2 separate regions of the Gossypium arboreum genome follow, and region 1 is linked to region 2. A link is a contact called in public Hi-C data. All regions are on one chromosome and are shown on one strand. Each heading gives the region's core, a stretch centred on a gene start, on an enhancer-like site or on the middle of the called end of the contact. The rest is flanking DNA. Distances are from core to core; before and after follow the strand shown.

Region 1 (2,870 bases), core at 122-2,621, 140 kb after region 2:
CTGACTAAGTCGTCCCAATTCTTTCAAGTCGACTAGGAGTAGTAGCCACCTTAAATGTACCTTATTGTGAGATTTATTTGGCATTAGCAGACCTCTGATCAACCTCAAGATAATGCGCGTGCGAATTGTTCCTTTTCAACATCACTTGTAGAAGCCTCAATAGTTTGAAAGTTGTCATCCAACCATCTCATCTCGATCTAACTGCCCTTAAACCTGTTCGACACCTTCCCTAGTTGTTGCTCGCATGTTGCACTATATAAACATAAAAAATTAATAATCTAAACAACATAATAATTAACTATTAAAAATAAATAATTTAATAAATTTTCTTACCATTTGTAATTGGACGCTAGAGATATGCTTGTCATCCAAACAATTAAGTTGATTTACCATTTAAAAATTATAACGAAAAGAAAAACTTCGAAAAGAATAAAATTTTAAAAAAGAATTAAAAAAATAATTGAGGACCAGAAATTCGAAATTAAAAATTGAAAATTGAAGATTTATAATAGAAAATTGGAAATTGAGGATTGAGAATTTAGGAAGGAAGAATGAGTATTAAATATTTGATTGAAAAGAATGAAGTTTGGAAGGGTTTATATAGGAATTTTTATGACTGTTGGAGCCCTAGTAACTGTTGGAAAAGTTATCGTAAGAATAGTTACCTTTGAAAGGAAAACGTGTCCTACAAGGTGCGTTTTCACTTATGTGTTAGTGAAAACGAGCTCTGTAGGACGTGTCTTCAGGAGAAAGAATAAAAACATCGTAGATCGATAAATATGTTTGAATTCAGTCTACTTTTCTAATATTTTTTTCATCATATTTACCTAATTAACCTAAAAAAAACATTGTTAAGGACTTGAATTTTATTGAAGAATTTTAATAGTGTAAATCCAAAAAGTAGAATGATTAAATTCTCGTGGTTAGAATATGCTCTAAATTCCTATACTCATTGTACATTTGGAATATAATCCCTTTATTTTTCAAATTTCATAATACAAGTTATCAACACTATTCAGGTTCATTATAACGCTAATTTTTGTTACATGACTCCCGAGTTAGTATTCTTTTTATTTCAAAATTTCAAACTAGTGAATTTAATAAAAGAATCTTCAATGTATTGCCTATTGAATATAAAATTTGAAATATGAAAAATAGAAGGACTAAATTTTTAAAAATAAATAGAGAGACTAAATTCAAATGTAAAAATACAGAAATTAATGGTATATTTTAACCAATCCCTACAAAATAATAAGTAAGGGAGTAAATTCTATGTTAACCTAAAATTCAGAACCAAATTTTGGGGCTTAAAAAAGTAAATGGGCTGAAAGCTTTATAACTGGTTTAACCCAAACCAAGTTATTTGCCATATAAACTATAAAGAGCATAATTCCAATTTGCTGAGTGACAATTGCCCTTTTTTCCAAAAACCCAGCCTTAAACCCTTCTTCTCTTTCAATACTCCATTCGAACAGGTTGCGGCGTCTCCCTCCTCTGAGCCATGGCTCGTTTCCATAACGTAAGTAATAGCTCTGTTTCTTTAACTTTAGCATTGTGCGACTCTTTTCAAGTCCAAAATTAGTCTACTCAGCTTTTAATTTAGGCCTATTTTTGCACAGTTAGGGTTTTTTTGGGGGTTCTTTGTTTTTTTTTGTTGGTTTGGTTTAATCATGTTCTGGTATTTGAATTTTAAAAAAAAAAAAAACAGAGCAAGACGAAGGTCTTTGTTAAGCCAATTGTGAAAAAGCAGCAGCAACAGCAACAGCAACCGAATGTAGACCATATCACAGGGAATAAAATCCCAAAGAGTTTTGTGTTTTCGAGGGGGAAGCTTCCTGGTCCTCTTAGGCAACTTCAAATGGATTTGAGAAAATTGATGCTTCCTTATACTGCTCTCAAACTCAAGGTAGTTCCTTTCCCTCTTTTTTGTTTAAAAAAATGAAATTTTGTTGTTTTATAAGTTGTCCCTTTAATTAGATTTATTGTTTGTTGTTGTTTAATGGTTGCAGGAGAAGAAAAGGAACAATCTGAAAGACTTTTTGAACGTTGCAGGGCCAATGGGTGTAACCCATTTCCTCATTTTATCTAAAACCGAAACTTCGCCTGTCCTTAGGGTTGCAAAGACCCCTCAAGGCCCTACTCTTACATTTAAAATACATGAATATTCATTGGCTGTTGATATAGCCCAATCTCAATTGCGCCCTCGTTGCCCTCAGGATCTTTTCAAGAATCCTCCTTTGGTAATTTCTTCTACTCACACTGTCTCAGCAGTGGAACTTGTTAGGTTATTGTAATTCTTAGCTGCTTGTATAACTTAGAAATGGATGTCATTTTATGAGCCAAATACTGTTGTGTTTTTTTGTATTAAAACATAACTAAAGAGAGATAGAAACCTCATGCTTTCATTGAGTTTATGCCTTAACTTGTATGGAACCTTCATGGTAGTAATTCTGAATATATCTTTGGGCAGATTGTTCTGTCTGGTTTTGCGGCAGCAGATGAACAATTAAGGCTCACGACTATGATGTTCAAGAACATCTTTCCGGATATTGATATCAACACTGTGAGTTCACTTAGACAGTTAAATTATAGTATCCAAAGTGACCTCATTTCTTTTCTTCTTCCCTCTTTAACATTGTTTGGACATGAATGTTTCAGGTTAAACTTTCTTCTTGCCAGAGGATTGTGTTGCTTAACTACAATAAAGACACAAAGCTTATTGATTTTCGACATTATTCTATCAGACTACAGCCTGTTGGTGTCTCGCGTAGAATTCGAAAATTCGTGCAGAACCATCAAGTGCCTGATCTTCGTAATCTTCAAGATGTGAGTGACTTCATCACTAAGTGAGTATTGTTATGAGCTATACG
Region 2 (2,700 bases), core at 33-2,532:
CAAGGATCTCTTCTACTAATAAAGAATGTAAGAAAAGAGAAACAAACGAAAAAGAGTGGTTTATTTGAAATTAAAATTGGTCGGTAAAAAAGATTCTTTTTTGTAGGAGTAAGTCTAGTTGATGTAACAGAGGATTTTAACCTATATACAATTAGTTACATGTTTAAGGTTTAGATTACATTTTGTTAATAGAAATATGCACATTGTAATACCATAATGTTATAATAATTATTTTACATTCATAATTTAATTACATAACAATTAATATATTATATGTCATTAAACATGTATGTATACTATTTTATATGATATAATATATCATAATATTTATTTTAATTATATAAATATTATTTTTTTCTTTTAAAAATTAATGAATTTAATTGAACAAATAATAAAAGGGATAATTGTAAATCTAAAATTTTAAAGACTCCATCTTTTTGTTCGGTTAGGTTTACAAATACAAAAGAATAAGATTTAAGAAAAGCTATATGAAATTTAATAGAATAAGATGTTGAATGGGATATATTTTTGATAAATTATTTTTAAACATATTTAAATTTATTATAATTATTTAAATACTATATTAAATTTTATTATTTAATTTTAAAAATAATTTTATTGATATTTATAGTTCTTTATTATTTTATGTAAACTTTAATCAAAGTTGAGGATTAGCTTTGATAATTAAAGCACAGTTTTAATCGTCAAAGATCATGTATTTAAATCCCACATTAAATAAAATTTTATATATTTTGTGTCAAAATTTTAGTAAATTTATAGATTCTAGAATTTACAAATATCCTATAGGCTCCTAATTTCAAGCACAATTTTAATATATTTTAGTGGAGTCAATTTGTCTTACTTTTATTATCTTTGTTGTTTTTGAAGAAACGTGAAGAAAATGAACTTCTCTTCTATCCAATTAGGCATCAAATAATTATTCGTTTTATTATATTCTTACCAATAAAAATTAAGATCATTTTTCAACTATAAAGTTTTTAATGGCAAAAATCAAACATATGAATAATTGAGGGACTAAATAACGAAATTATCCAATTTTGTTTCAACATCATATGCGGCAACTTGGACTTTCGCCTTCATTACAAATTATTTCAACGTGTCGCAAATCCAATGAACAAAGAGTAAAACCATCAGCTGCGTCCGTCATCCCCTCGTTGCGCTGATCTATATTTATATTATATATGTAACCGCAGCGATTGCCTCACAGCTCACTCAAACTCACTGATTTCTCATAAAAACTCTTTTTCACTTTTTTCTTTCCAATCAATAATAGTTCACTTCAACAGCAGTAACAGAGTAGATACGAAGTCTAACAATGGCGAATCCTAAGCTCGGTCGAAGTCCTAGCATGAGGGACCGCGTGGAGGACACGCTTTCTGCTCATCGTAACGAGCTCGTTGCTCTTCTCTCCAGGTGCGCTCTTCCGCGATTTTACAGTTCCTATCACCTTGTTCTCTTTTTCTTTTCCGGATTTTAAATTTTGCAGTCTCTATTTGGCTTATGGGAAAACGATGAAAAGTAAAAGGAAAGGAAAGGAAGATATGTTACTGAAGTTTAGGGTTGTGGAATTTTGAAGGTACGTGGCGCAGGGAAAAGGAATACTGCAACCGCATACTTTGATCGATGAACTGGAAAATGTTGTAGGCGACGACAAAGCTAGAGAGAAGCTAAGTGATGGTCCCTTTAGCGAAGTCCTTAAATCTGCACAGGTCATTTCCCCCCCTTAATTATCGTATTAATTTTTAAGATATTGTTAGCTTTTATATGTTAAAAAGGATAAACGACTTTTTTAGATATTTATTTAATTTTCGTCCGTGATTCATGATGCAGTAAATAAAGTATCTAATACTTTTTAAATGCTTAATTGTTTTTTCAGCTAAATTATTTTTGTACTATTTAGTTTCAGTTGAACTTTTAGGTTTTTTTTTTTTTTTTTTTAAGATTCTGTTTTCCTAAATTTACTCTAATTCAATTTACAAATGAATTTCTGGATGTGTTTTATGTTCTTTCCTTACCTCGATGCTGCGTCTTTAAAGGAGTGTATGTAAACTGAAGTTTTAGTAGTAATGCTATTTAATTTTCACGCCTAACTTTCAGCCTTTGTACTAGGTAAGCTTTTAACGTCTGTCAAATGGAATATGTACGGTCTCGATTATGTTATTGTATTTAATATACTAAATTGTTGGGGTTTTTTTTTTTAATAACTACAGGAGGCCATAATTCTGCCTCCATACGTGGCTATAGCAGTTCGCCCAAGACCTGGTGTTTGGGAATACGTACGAGTCAATGTTCATGAACTCAGCGTGGAGCAACTGGATGTGTCCGAATATCTTCGCTTCAAAGAAGCACTTGCAGATGTGGGGTAAGCTTATTTTCTGTTCTTTTTAAGTTGCGTTTATTGTTTCTTTGAAGTCAATAGATTCATAGTACTTGATTATGAATGTCCTACCTCATAACTCATTGTGATTTTTCTTTTTACACATTGCGTAGGGAGGACAACCATTTTGTGCTTGAGCTTGATTTTGAGCCATTCAATGCATCCTTTCCTCGGCCCAACCGCTCTTCATCCATTGGCAATGGCGTCCAATTCCTCAACCGTCACCTTTCTTCAAACATGTTCCGTAACAAAGATTCTTTGGAGCCTTTACTTAATTTCCTGAGAGCCCACAAATATAAAGG

What was found. Hi-C and Micro-C count contacts between places; a contact is called where the count stands out from the background.
Region 1: a contact with region 2 is called in a Hi-C map of leaf, with 4 times the contacts expected there. The contact joins the promoter of LOC108469748 here to the promoter of LOC108469697 in region 2. A contact is called at or near these places in 3 of 5 Hi-C or Micro-C datasets (all in leaf).

What each region holds. Positions count from the first base shown.
Region 1 is chr8:34,768,726-34,771,595 of ASM2569848v2, forward strand. LOC108469748 (peter Pan-like protein) reads left to right here and starts at 1,372. Exons shown (of 7, transcript XM_017770767.2): 1 at 1,372-1,519; 2 at 1,709-1,906; 3 at 2,010-2,240; 4 at 2,471-2,563; 5 at 2,659-2,846. The coding sequence starts at 1,502.
Region 2 is chr8:34,626,944-34,629,643 of ASM2569848v2, forward strand. It overlaps LOC108469697 (sucrose synthase 2), which reads left to right and starts at 1,283. Exons shown (of 15, transcript NM_001330032.1): 1 at 1,283-1,434; 2 at 1,598-1,730; 3 at 2,232-2,383; 4 at 2,512-2,700. The coding sequence starts at 1,337.